2 separate regions of the Zea mays genome follow, and region 1 is linked to region 2. A link is a contact called in public Hi-C data. All regions are on one chromosome and are shown on one strand. The core of a region is the stretch at or near the end of the contact, and the rest is flanking DNA. Distances in the headings are between cores, read along the strand shown.

Evidence for each region. Hi-C and Micro-C count contacts between places; a contact is called where the count stands out from the background.
Region 1: a contact with region 2 is called in a Hi-C map of ear, with 3 times the contacts expected there. The contact joins the promoter of LOC100280507 here to the promoter of LOC103646589 in region 2. A contact is called at or near these places in 2 of 25 Hi-C or Micro-C datasets (ear and tassel).

What each region holds. Positions count from the first base shown.
Region 1 is chr2:75,426,469-75,434,071 of Zm-B73-REFERENCE-NAM-5.0, reverse strand. It overlaps LOC100280507 (AKIN gamma), which reads right to left and starts at 1,864. Exons shown (of 6, transcript NM_001291619.1): 1 at 1,511-1,864. The coding sequence starts at 1,664.
Region 2 is chr2:74,818,732-74,825,353 of Zm-B73-REFERENCE-NAM-5.0, reverse strand. It overlaps LOC103646589 (myosin heavy chain-related), which reads left to right and starts at 5,278. Exons shown (of 4, transcript XM_008671297.3): 1 at 5,278-5,778; 2 at 6,342-6,622. The coding sequence starts at 6,481.

The sequences.
Region 1 (7,603 bases), core at 615-3,114, 610 kb before region 2:
TTGCACCTTTGTTTAGCCAATGCCTAGAAGCCTATGTGTAATCTTTTTGATTTTTTTGTCTCTTTCTACATCTCTTGATGAACTGCGTGAGCTTTGTTCCTTTGTTTAATAAAAGCACAATATGGGGTGCACTCCTCTTGTCCCTAAAAAAAGAATTTTCCTCTACGGCAACTAATCACACACTCTTGGAAGTAACATAGATTGCATATGTACTGGCCGTTTAATTTTGCTTAGTCTTCGGTTTGAACCCAGCAATAGATCATGATGATTTATCTTCTATGTGTATCCAATTCCCCAGATAAGAGCATCTCCAATAATTCCCAATCAATAAGTTTTACAAGTGGCTAAAAAAGGTTGGGAGTATATTTTCCAACAGTTCTTAAAATCTTGATCCTAAAATATAGAAGATAATTTTACATCTAGACTCATGCACTGCTTCTAAATCATACTAACCAATTTTATATTTTCTTTGTATATTTGCATCAGGAACCTTGTCCTGCCTTTTTATTCTTTCCGCGCGTATTTATCTGCGCGATTGCATTGACTTACCTAAGCGCGGAAAGATTCGGAGTTAAGATAGAGAGTTGTTGGAGAGCAGTTCTTTTTATCTTGCTAAAAAAATCTAGATTAGGAGTGAGAGTTTTGGAAACTCTTGGAGATAGCAGGTTCACAACTAAGACAAAATATGGTAATGGGAGCCTCACTGTTCGAGAAGATGCCTCTTGCAATCATGGCAGCTCGATGATTTCTGAGCAAGCTGATAATTATGAATTATCCACATCAACCCACACAGTGACACACATCATGCCGACAAAGAAAGTGCTCCACGTCTCTTGCTGAGTTGGTCAAGAGATGAAAACGACACCCCAACTAACATACATATACTTGTCTTATGTACTATTAGACCTCTACCGCATCACTGGACCTAGGAAGGAAAAGAACGAGATATACGTGTAATCTGATATCAGAGAAATCGTGTGACACTATCACTGTATTAAGAACAGTTCGTCAAGGCCCATGCATTTGGTTCAGAGAAGACATGCCCACTGAGCTGACCATAGGAGGCAAGGGCTATAGAGAACATCCACTGGATCGTCCATTGAAATAAGACCTTAAAAATTCCATGTCTGCAACCCTGAAATGACAAGAACGGCAACCTAGCACAGACTGGCTCTACTGGAGCAGATCAGCACCACAGTGACATATGAGCAAGGGGCTCCTGCCAACGCCAACAAAACTACGATACAGACACAAATAATGCAACTGACACCGGAACAAGAGAGCTGTTCGACTGGATCACACAGCACGCGAACGCGAACTCAGATGTGACGCTGGATGGATACAGAGGTTTACGTTTCGCTACATCAAGACGATTTTTTGAAGAAAAAAAATTATTTCGATTGAACACGCACGAGGGACCGGATACAAATTAGCGAGCAGTACAGTAAGCAAGGCACGAAGGAGGAGGGGGCGAGGCAACCGCAAAAGTAATTGATAAACAGGATATCACCTTGGGACGGGTGCGTGCGCGGGAAGGACGCGACGGGGATGTCCTCGAAGCAGGAGTTGAGCTTCTCCGACGGCGAGAGCTGCGGCTCCGCCACCTCCCAGAGGTCCTCCACCCGGTGGCCGATCTCCGCCTCGGGGCTGCGCGGGCTCTCCATCTCCTCCAGCTCTGAACCCGTGCCCTCTCCCCCCCTCTTCTCGCTTGAACCCTTTTCTGCGAAGGCTAGACGCGTCAAGACTCTTGAGCCCCCTCCTCTCTTGCGCTTGCTGGTTGCAATTGCAAGTGCTGCTCTGCTCCCACCACCTAGTAGGCTCTTGTGATTATTACTGTAGATAAGCTGCTACGAGAAGCCAGTCGCGACCGCGCGCTACCGATGACGACGCGGAGCAAGCCGCTGGTGCCTACTAAATACTAATACCGCCGTCTTGCTTTGCTTCGGCCGCAGTGGAGTGTGCTCTGCGGCTGCGCTTGTGCGCGTCCCGTCAACGGAAGGGGGGACGACCTCACGAAGGCGACCGAGTGCCGCCGGTCGGATGGCCCTCGGGGCCCGCCACGGAAGGTATGGTCCACATGTCACTGAACAGGTGGACACGCCGGGCAGGTTGTACTGCTGGTTTCGCCTAGTACTGCTAGTGCTGAAGAAAAACCGCTGCGGCACCGACTACGATCCCGGGGATCGGCTGGATACGACGACGTGGCATCTACAACGTTCCACAAATGTTGAAAAATGCGCCAATGCACGCCATTGTAAAAGACAGTTTTGTTAGTAAATATCATGTGATATTAATATTTTAAAGATTTAAAACATAATAACTAGATAAAATAAGGACTTTAAGAGTGTACTTGTACAAAATAAAAATCATAATTAGAATCCTGTATTATTTTTTTATCTCAGCCACACTAAGGTCATGTTTAGAATATGTAAAACTAATGGTTAACTAGCTAACGAATTGTTAGCCGGATTAGTTTTAGCAAGCTCATAAATTGTTAGCTGGATTGAGTCAACTAATAAATTAACTGTTAGTTGTGAACTAATTAATAATTAGTAGAGCATTAGCTAAGAGTGATTAGAAAACTGTTAATTTTAGCAGCTAACTATTAGTTCTGAAGATTATAAATATAACCTAAATACATACAATTAACCAAAAAGTATAAAAGTATATGAAAGTATATGAACTGGTCACCCTCTTAAGGGACCGGGTGATAAACGGAAACGGCTCTGGTTCTATCTAGGACGGATACTGAGCCAACTCGATTCAGTTTGGTTCGGCTTATTAAGAAATTGAGCCAGAGAATCGGCTCGGCTCGACTTGTTTGTGAGCTTGAGATGGTTTATTTAACTCGCGAGGCATGACTAAAAACAATATATATACAACAATATAATTAATTGATAATTAATTCTAGACCAATTTAACACTAGAAAAGTGTAATAACACTCACAATTTCACATTCCACATCAAATAAACATCAAACTAAAACAGTTCATCACTTATTAGTGCATCCAAAACAAGTGAAGGCTGTGTTTTGCTGAAAAATACGAGCTCATTTGAGTTATTGAGCTAGCTTAAACTGTCTCATTAACAAACCGAGTTGAGATGTTATCTCAGCTCATGACAAAATTAAAATGAGACGAGTCAAATTAAGCCGAACTTACCGTGAGCCGAGCGAGCTGAGGGCCACAAGTATTTTGTCCGGCCCTAGTTTAGTCTAAATGTTTTTATGTTGATTTGTGGTTGACACGTGATGGACCAACGTTTAATAGAATAAATGATCCACATCTACTTGTAACTGTGCATTAGCAATTATTATTAATTGTGCTCATATGTCACTCGTGAATCGAACATGACTAGCGTGAGGGCTGTCTGGGCTCTCGCATCGTTACATGTTGCAACGCACGCGCGCATTAGAACCCACTGCTTGACTATCTATAGTAGATTCTCTATCATAATCCTTATTTTACTTATTATTTTAAATTCTATTTTATAAATATTATAATCTACAACACAAAATAATACTTTATATAACTGTTTACATGCTCTGTTGGAGATGGCCTCACGTGCTCAGGAGTAGAGTTTCCTCGATCTGGTTGACCAGCTCTTTCCTATTTTCTACAATTCAGTTTTTTTTTTCAATCAGCTATAGCAGATTTTAAGGGAGACGGTGACATGGTGGGGGAGATGTTTTAACCCCGTGTAAGGTGTGGTGTGCGCCAAGAACAATCTGAGGCAGAGGTGGTGAGATCGGCCAGGCTGATTGCACGTGGGCCATATGCAGCGTCACCGTGGCTGCTTAATGCTTATCCGTTTTCTCTTCGTCCGGTTAAAATATCTCTCGTCTCTCCTGCAACCGTGTCCCCATCAAGATATCGTTGATGCAATGGACCCCTAGAGGACCGGCAGGTCGGCAGCTTCGTTTGAGTTGGCGGGTGCGCATGAATGAGATGATGATCGATCCGACACGTCCATCAGCTCATTTTTTTTCTGTTCTTCTACTTCCTCTCCAAAAACGTCCTCTAAATCACGTCATCTATATGTAAATACCTATATTAAAAATATTTTTTAATTTTTAATTTTTATACATACGTATTTGTCATACTCTCAAATATATTGTACATATTTTAGTTTTACTAAACCGGTTGTTTAAAGTATTCAAATAAATAGAGAACCGTTTAGAGAAACTCTATATATAGAGGATCCAGCAGCGTTCTCTAAATTTAGAGGACCGTTTAGAGGACGCTGCTGGAGGGAGTAGAGGACGTTCTTGTCCTCTAAATTTAGGGTACAGGACCCTTTAGAGCTCCTTGTTGGAGCTAGTCTTAAGAGCTCCACCTCGTTCTTGGCAATGTCTTTTTCTTTGATATCTTATTTTAGTAATTCTAGCCTCAAAATCTACAACTTTTTCTAAATTCAACATTAATCTATACCACTATATAATTACATGTTTAAATTTTACAAAACTCATCTAACTAAATCACCACGATATCCATAACCTCTACTAAATCCACTAAACAAATTGCACCAGACTTAACATATCATCAAAACTAACGGTCCATATCGCTAGACAACCTCATCTTTTTTAATAACTCAAATCTAATGAACAATATTATTTTGATTATTCCTCATCCCTCCCACTCCTCCCACAACCCTGCACCTAGGGATGGCAATTGGACACGTGGGTATGGATACCCACGGGTTTCGTACCCGATGGACATGGATATGGGTTGAAAAACTCACCCGTGGATCCTGTCGGGTCGGGTACCCGAAATACGTCGGGTAGGGTACGGATAGTATATTTTATCCATGGGTATCTGTGGGGGACGGATAACCTCCGGGTCCACTAGAAGGCAAGAAGGCCTCACGAAAGGCTTTGGGCCTATCGTCTCGTAAGGCCGTCCCTTCGTGGGCCAGGGGAGGATTACTGGCAGAATGGGCCGACACGAGGAAAAACCAGACTTAGGTCCAAGCGGTTCATTGGATTTAAACATTATCCAAAGCGCTAGCCCGATTCTCCCGCGCAGCGCCCTCGGACGTCGGAACAAAATAAGGATAAGTCAGCAAGATTATAGTAAGATAAGTTTAGTCGGTTCACTATTACTTGGGAACACATCGTCATCATATACGCATGTAGTGCCCCACAGTCAAGTATATAAGGCCTAGGGGGCACCCCATCAAAACATATATCGACCATCTACTCAGCTCACTAGCTTTTCTCCATACCGGAGACTTCCCTTGTAACCTACCACATAAAGATCCACGCCAGGAAGTAGAGTGTTACACATCTCAAAGTGGCCCGAACCTGTAGAAAACCATCTGTCATCCCTCGTGCATCTCGCACGAACCATTGAGTTACATTCAACAGCACCGTCCTACCCAAAAGCACCACGAGGGGTAACCCTGAGTGCGCGGTCGGGCTCCAAACACCGACAGCTGGCGCGCTAGGTAGGGGGTGTGTCGTTGATCCAAGCTAGCTCAATGGCTGTCACCTCCCAATGCAAGATCGCTCTCCGCCCTGGATCCGTATTCTGCTTCGGGACCATCTCGTCCGTAGCGGATGAGATGGGAATTCTGCACCGCATATCGGATCCGTCGGAGAAGAGGCCTTCCTCGAAAATCTCCGAGAAAGTCGGAGCGAGACAATAGATAGCGCAACCTCCTACGCCTCAGACGAAGACTGCCTCTTGCAAGTCGAGAGCCAGGAATTCACTCACCCGAAGAACCCCGTTGCCCACTTCGCCCACAAAGGAGTGGACACGGATTACAAGGAAAAAAAGAAGCAAGCGGGATGGAGGCCCGTCAAGTTATCCTTCCGATACCTTCGCCCTCAAAGAAGGACGGAAAGAAATTCATCACCACATCAACCCCTTTCTACCCCGACGTCCTCTTCATCGAGGGGAGATTGGAGTCATCTCCCATCTCCGACGATGAGCCAACCATGCCAGGGGAAGAGCCTCCCCAGCGAGAAGCTCGATGACGAAGGAACAGACGCCGGAATATTCGGTGACATCACGAGGCTAGGGAGCGAGACCCAGCACAGCCCGTATCCCTGGATGAAGTCTCAGAAGTAGGAGAAACTCCTGACGAACGAGTCTTTAGACAAAGGAGGAATTCTCGTCGACGTGACCGCCAACAAGCTCAAGACCGAGATCGAGAACAAGCTGAGCAGGATGCGAGGTTACGCCGAGAGAACCCTCTCTTCGCGCGAAACTTGAACCCTGACTTTGCTCGTGCAATGAACACGCCGAGTGAAGTCGGAGGAGTGTTGGCTCGGATAGCTAATGGCCTCCCACGGACTCCGGATGCTGAAGGCTATCGGCGGCTGCTCACTCGGGTAGCTAATCACCTTCTGCCCCTCGCTCATCCTTCAAGCGATCTGCGGCACGCCATCAACAGTCGGCGAGACGCGCGGAGCTCTATCAATGGTTCATGCGAACGACGACACGAAAACGAGATAAGGCACCGGGAGGAGTACGATCGGGATCATGGCCACTACAGGAAACACCTAAATTTTCGTGGGCCAAAAGCCCACAAAAATAAGCTTAAACCGATGAAAATAGCCGCCGAAAATAAGTTCGACGAAAATAATCAACTATTTCCGTCGGTACCGACGGAAATAGTTGGTCGGTTGATGGTGGCCGACGAAAATAGCTGGGCAGTATTTTCGTCGGCCTGATTGGAGGCCGACGAAAATTTATGATACCCCCCACAAAACAGATTTTTCTGCACCTTTTAATTGACAGCAAAATACACAATTCACAATACCACATATACAGATTCACAAGCAAAATACACAATTCACAAAACACATTCACATATACATATCACAAAACACATTGACATATACATATCACAAAACACATTCACATATACATAAATAGTCCATAGTCCATAGTCCATACATAGTTTCAATACCATAAGTCCATAGTTTCAAACAAACTCACTACTCACTAATCACTCCTGCGGGCTGTGGGAGTTTTGGCCACTCCCTCCTCCACCACCAGGAAGGTGGCCACTCCCTCCAGAACCATGGACGAGGAAGTCGTGGACGTTGACAACACCCTCCTGAGCATGTGACGCTGAACCCTGCAATTCATCAATCATTCAAATAAGGATGTGTTTTGCTATCCCTATACTGGCTATGTTTGGTCACTATTTGCATAAAACTAAACATGGAACGTCACCTGTGATCCATGGTGATAAGGAGGTTGTGCATGCATCCACGGGTACTGTTGTGCTGACCACCCCTGAGGTGGTGGCACCCACCCCGTCGGTGGCGGTGCCATCCACGCTTGAAATGGCTACGATCCTTGGGGTGGTGGAGGCGTCCAAGTGCCTGGAGGTGCCTGCGTCCACCCAACACCGGTCCACTGTGGCTGCGACACTGGAGCTTGTCCTGGCCCCATCCTTGTGCCTGCGAGCCATTTTTGATAATAAAAAAGAGTTGCTATGGAATTGAAGTGTTCAGATAGTGTTACCTTGGGAGGGCGAAAAGCGGGCAAGTTCATATCAGGGCCGAGTTGAGTAGTCATTTCCTGCAAATGGATGAAACGTTAGAATCGCAACACTATATTTTGAATTCAATGACACGTGATGAGATAGA
Region 2 (6,622 bases), core at 4,029-6,528:
TCCCAAAACTGACTGTTTTTTGTGTCTGTTATGTATTTGGTAGTGTTCCTTGGCCCTTTGGATTTTAGGTGTTCTCTCGGGATAAGTCAATATATGAGACATTAGAGTGTGCATTACAACAATCATTGTTAGAATGCATATATAATTCAGTCGAGACTTAATCTAGCAACATGATTGCTCATATGTGTGATGAATTGACGGGCTTGCGTGCAAGAGAGAGTCATATTTAGTTTTATGGTTAATATGATTGTGTATATGACCTTCAGGACAAAGGTAGGTCATCATGACCTCCTTAGAGGTAAGCAGATAATCTCTATCCAACCCCGACCTGCAGAACCTCACGCCCCTGCCTCTCTTTCGACTCTTCTTGTCCTTGTCTGGCTGATGGTGTCCAGCAATAACGATAACCCACCCATCGTTGATCCGAACAAATAGCAAATGGTTCCTCCTCATTGTAATCTACGCAATATTCAGGTGTCCTCTTTCATACATGGTTTGGTACAGACCATTGTACCGTGCGATGAGGTTTCTCTTCAATCTATTCTAAGTTCGATCATTATTGAACAACACTTCATGGATATGCAAATTTTGAACTTGGTTCTCTGATGCCCATAGAACTGAAAGCGTGGTAACCTTCGACCAGTTCTTCATCTTCTGTATTTCCATAGCTTGAATTTTCTCGCTCTTCATCTTATCACTAGAATCACAAATAGATTACGAAACTTTTTCTCTTAACAATATAACACATATTTGTACATAAATTACCGTGACATTATACGTTCCCGTTGCAACGCACGGGCACTCACCTATTAGAGACATTAGGATAACAATCCATCTCTACAATATTCTTCAAAATCATGTAGCAGGCAATACTCCATTCGAAAATCTCTTATCTTAATATTTTACTCGCTTGGTGCCAAAATAAAATAAGAGTTTTGATAAATATTTTTGACTTAATCCTATATATAATATATTAATGATCAATTATTAGTTTGTGAGATTGAAAAAATACACAAATATAACATATAATATAAGAACTAGTACCTATACACTACGACTATAATCATCTTATGTGAGGATTTTTTTTCTTTGTGATTGTAGTAGGCTCATCGATTCATTTCTCAGATTTCTCAGATTCCTAACAAGCTATAGCTAGCGAAAGGACTAACGAATAGTGTATCAATCAAGACCAATTACTAAATATTCATAGCACATATCATATCTTATACTTATATTTAGGGGGCCCATACCTTCTGGGGGCCCTGGGCGGCCGCACACCCTGCCCACCCCCAAGACCGGCCCTACCAATGGCGCTATGGACATGGAGATCGCCTCACCCTCTCACTCCTTATAGTAGATCCAATGCAGAGATGAGTAGAGCTCCATTGTAGTTGGATCTAGCTAGGTGGTGTCCACAGCGGTGAGTAGGCTCACTGTTCAACAACTCTCCTATCATATCCTCTATCTCCTTCCAAATGTCAAATTTTACTCTCCAAACGATATCATCTATACACCCAAGACAGCTAACGACCATACATATGAAGTGGGCTCGATGCTGGCAGTGCGTCTAGAGTAGGCCAAGCGATGGGGCGCACTTTGAATGGGCTCAATTGTGGGCTCCTGGAAGAGCTTGGCGGTGGGCTCTAGAACAGGCTTGTCTTTGGGCTCATATTTTTGTTTTTTAAATCGATTCCCAGATGTGGCCATTATGGCTGCCTTTCAAAATCTTGATTTAAATTGTCTCCGGTAACGGACGCTTACGATAAAACTAAGGGATGAAGTTCTACCCAACGCGTCCAACAATGTCCTGTAAAGGAGACGCTAAATTTTGGTGGACACGTTTCATTCGGTAAATGTGGCGCACAGGCGACCGCTCGCTATCCACTGTTCCCTCCCGTGCCGCTGCCTCTCGTTCGCTCCCGCGCTAGCTCAAAAGCTTCCCATCGCGTGCAACACCTCCTTTCTGGTGTCGGCTTCGACGACGACGAGGCTGTGTGGAGGAGGCAAGGCCCGACGCTGCCGCTCCATGTTGTCGTCTTGTTGCTCGTGGTGTCCAAAACAGTGGAGAAAACCTTTATATATTTATTGATGGGATTTCAGAAGACAGGGATGGCTCCATTAAAAAATGGTTTGGACGATGATTAATGCATTTCCAAAAAAATGTAAGTTTTTCAAACTCACTGTGATCCAATTTCCGAGATTAAAATTACGATTTTATGTGAAAGGGCAAAAAAATTAATGTAGTTAAAGAACCGAATTTAGAGGATGTTGTTGGAGATGGCGAAGATATAGATGACGAAATATTTTAGAGTGTGCTGTAAAGGATAGATAATATTCATTTAGAGAATGAAATTTAATAGACGTTGCTGAAAACAACCTTAAACATGCATGTAGCCACAAACGAAGGCATTGTCCGTCTCTGCGAACCTTATCTTACAGAGAAAACGTATCCAGTACTAGTATCTAAAGGTAATAAAAAAAGATGCATTTGAGTAAATTCAAAGTCCTCCAATGTTATTTTTCAACTCCAATCCTTGTAACTCACATTTGGTACTTCAAATATGGTGGAGTTCAACAACGTGCAAAACCACTATGGAGGCATTACCCCAGGTCTGTGTAGATCTTTGGATTTTAAATCTATTCTAATAATCATAATTTAAACATAGATTAATTAAGCTAATATGGTTATATATAAAATACATTTGTGTAGTACTGCTGATCATATAATAAAATAAAGGTAATATTAGTGCTCTATTTCTGCTATTAAAGAGTGGGTTAAATACCATGTTGTAAGTTATAGATTAAAAAAGTTAGCATGGTGATTTCTAGATTCAATGTCCATTTCCAATCATATAAATTTGAGATAGACTTACATGTAAACTTGGAAAATTATAGAACATTAAATTTTAAGATAAATAAGCTAGTCCATTAAGTTGACTCTATTTTTTCCAAAATAAAAGAATTGAAATGGCACTTTAAATCATTCACACCGATTTACTCCCAATCTTGAAAATGATGTATGGCCTAATGCCATAAGAACTTTCCCAGGATGCATATGACACGTTGAAAGAGCATCATCCGTCTTATCAACAAATATGATCACATGATCATTAAGGCCTTGTTCGGTTATTCCCATTATATATGGATTGGATAGGATTGGAAAAAAATTAGAATAACTTTGACTTGTTTGGGATTTAAACCCACCCAATCTCACTCAATCCACATAGATTGAGAGCTAACCGAACAAGCCCTAAATTGGCACCAGACAAATCTGAAGTACGGATTGTTAAGAAACCTTACGAAGGGTTATGTGGGTTAATACAATTCTAGCCCCAAGGTACTCTACTTCTCTATATAATGAATATGTACCACTCAAAATGAATAACAAGGAAAGAGTCTCCCTACCTTTTGTCTTCTATCTCTTGTGCTTGTGTTGCCATGGAAAGGAAGGGAACATGTCTCCTTTCACTAACAGCATCGAGCGCTTTGCGAATGTTTCAAGAAAGTTGTGAGGCAATATGTGTAGAAACCTAAGTGACCTACATTGAAACTCTATGATTTCATGTGTAGGTCACTTAGGTTTGTACACATAGTGCGTCACAACTTTCTCGAAACATTCTCAAATTTTTATCACATCCTCTACATATGATATCGTGACATGTGGCATTGTTTCATTATTTTTTGACTTCATTTGTGTTTTATACAATTTTTAAACAACTTGATGACAAGTTCACGGTCATGTTTAATGAGAATGGTGTTCGGAAATTTTGGTCTGCTCCTGAAATCGGTCGTAACTTGTGTTAACTAACACGTATATCATTTTTGCATTCACGGTTTTCCATTTTTCGAGTGACTTGCAGTTCAAATCTAAATTATCTAAAAAAATTCAACTAAACGAACTAAATCGAATAGTTATAGCAAACACTTTTATAACTGTGCCAAAATAGAACATTTAAGTCTACATAGTGTAGAAACATACCCCAAAAAGTTTGGTTGAGAAAATAAAAAAAATAAACATATACTTTGCCAAGTGCCCAAGGAAGGCACTCGGCACAACATGATCTGCCGAGTGTCATACTCAGGACACTCGGTAAAGAAGCTTCTTTACCGAGTGCCAAATAAAGCTTGGCACTCGACAAAGATTTCTTTGCCGAGTGTATTTCTGTGCCGAGAGTCCTGTTCTCAGTAAACGCGGTCATTACCGAGAGCAGGACTTTACCGAGTGCGGCACTCGACAAATAAGTCTTTGCCGAGTGCCCGACAAAAAACAATCAGCAAAGCGCTTGATTCCGGTAGTGTTTATATCTTCCTTACGACCCCATTGTTGATTGCCATGGAAAGGAAGTATACATTGCTTAAATGCACTTTATTTAACTATATCTCTTGATCAATATTTTTTATTAAAAATATTTTTATTCATAATTTTAAATATTGTTTTAATAAAAAATTTACTTTCATTTTTATAACACTTATTTATTTTTAATCATTTTTGTTTCTATTTACAACATCTCTTTATTAACATGGCGAACGTGGATAAGCAGCAAAAGCATAGTTCAAGTCGCTTTCAAATTTTTACTATATAAAAGTTGTCTTTCTAAAGTAGCTGCAGATAAGTTAAATCTCTTTGGTTGAGCTTCTGTTTTTTCAAAGCAAAATCAGGTTTAAAAAGCTGAACAAAACGCACCCATAGTGCATCGTGGCAAATCAATATGTATACAAACCATGTTAAAATATATTTTCACTCTCTCACACACATATCAAGTAAAAGCATATTTATAGGGTTGGATTTTAAACATCGGAATTATAGGACAAACTTAATTTTTTAAAAATAGATTTGCATAAAATTTGATACTAATTTTTAGTTATGTTGTTAAGCATATTATAAAAAAAATTTGTATAGTTTTTTTGTATTGTTTACTCCCTACAAAAAATATAAAAATCATCTGAATCCATATCCATATTTGGATTTTATATCTACCATTTGAGAAAAGATTGAATAAATTTGAGGTTTACATTTTATGAATAATAAGATCAGTACTACAAATAATAATCAAATTTATATGGTAGATTCTATGAGCTATTTATTTGTAATCGAAAAAGAAGATAAATTTTTTTAATATCCGTATAACTTTTCGGATATGTTCCAACATGATGTTTACACGTGCATAGGGAGTTAGGGACAAACAAATACGAAGGCATAGGTACAACAACGGCACGGCCCATGTGCTGAGTCTGACAGCCACCCTCATCTTCTTCCCGGGCCCCCGGTCCGGCAGCGTACAGCGCAGCAGGAGCCCGCCGCAAGCCGACGTCCTACACTCCTACTCCCTCGTGCTCCCAACCTCGCCCGCCTATCCCTCGCTTCCCCAGACCCCTCACCGGCGGGCGTAGCTAGCGTACGTCCATCCATCCGTCCATGCTCCACCGCCACCAGCCCGCCGTTCCGACAAGCTCCAATCATACGCACCACCGGACCACCCTCGGCAAGGAGGGACAAGCTCACGCGCCTCGCGCCCTGCCCGGCCCGACCTCGAGCAGATCGACACATGCACGCACGACGTAGACGATACACAACAGTACGCGGGGGCGCACTGACACACGCCCGCACTATCATCCCTGTCCCCCGTCCGTCCATCTCCCCACTCGTGCGAGTTGCGAATTTGCGATGCGCCGCCTGAGCAGAAGCTCCAAAGCCTCATGATGGCAGCACGGGCCAGAGCCAGCACTCGCAGCAGCTGATCCGAGCTCGTACAGGCGCGCCAGGCAGCACATCAATGGGTACGCCACTCTGTTCTTCGATGCCAGCGAGCACTTGGCTGCTTCTTCTTCTTCTACCTTTTCCTTTGGGTCTCCCGGTCCACGATACCTCGAGGCTAGTCTTGCCCGCTGGTGCCGACGTTCGTTGGGGCAGCTCTGTGGTCCATAGAACTCTGTGTTCCTTGGTCTCTGCGAAAGCTGTTTCCTTCTTCGGAGTATCTCTTTGCAAATCAAGCACATTTTAAATCTTGGACAACCCCACTGCAAATTTCGGGGCCACCTTTTTCGCGCATTTTCGAGACGATCATCGTTGGTTCGTTGCTCTGGACTCTGGTCTGTTCAAAGGCGAGACTGGGGACGAATCTTGGTTCCCAAATCCCAATGGCGCTCTGTGTGCGTCTGTGTGTGTGATGGACATGGTCACATCCACCCTCTTCTGCTCGCCAGTTCTTGCTCCACTCGCCGGACCCTGCTTCTTATTCCTTCTTTTAAAGCTGCATCGATTCCATCCTTTACCTCTTTTGCTTTCGCCTAGTTTCTCTTTCCCTTTCGATCGGTTTGATGTGACAGTCTTGTCATCATAGGCACACCACTCCTTGACCGCATCAGTGACCGGTGGGACTGAGCACTGACTGCAGTCGCGTTGCTCTGCGCTTCTTCCTGGCTGGTGTCGGCGAACAGCAGGAGGAGGAGGCGAGAAGAATCTTGGGAGCTTAGCTTGCAATGCCGAGGCTGTATTCGGAGGAAGGAGCAGGTGCTGACGAGGCTACCGCCGCTGCGACAGTGAGGCTGGCCAACAAGATCCGGAAGCGCCGCGCGGTGTCGTCGTCGGGGGGCTCGGACCCGGCGGCGGTGGGGAGGAGGC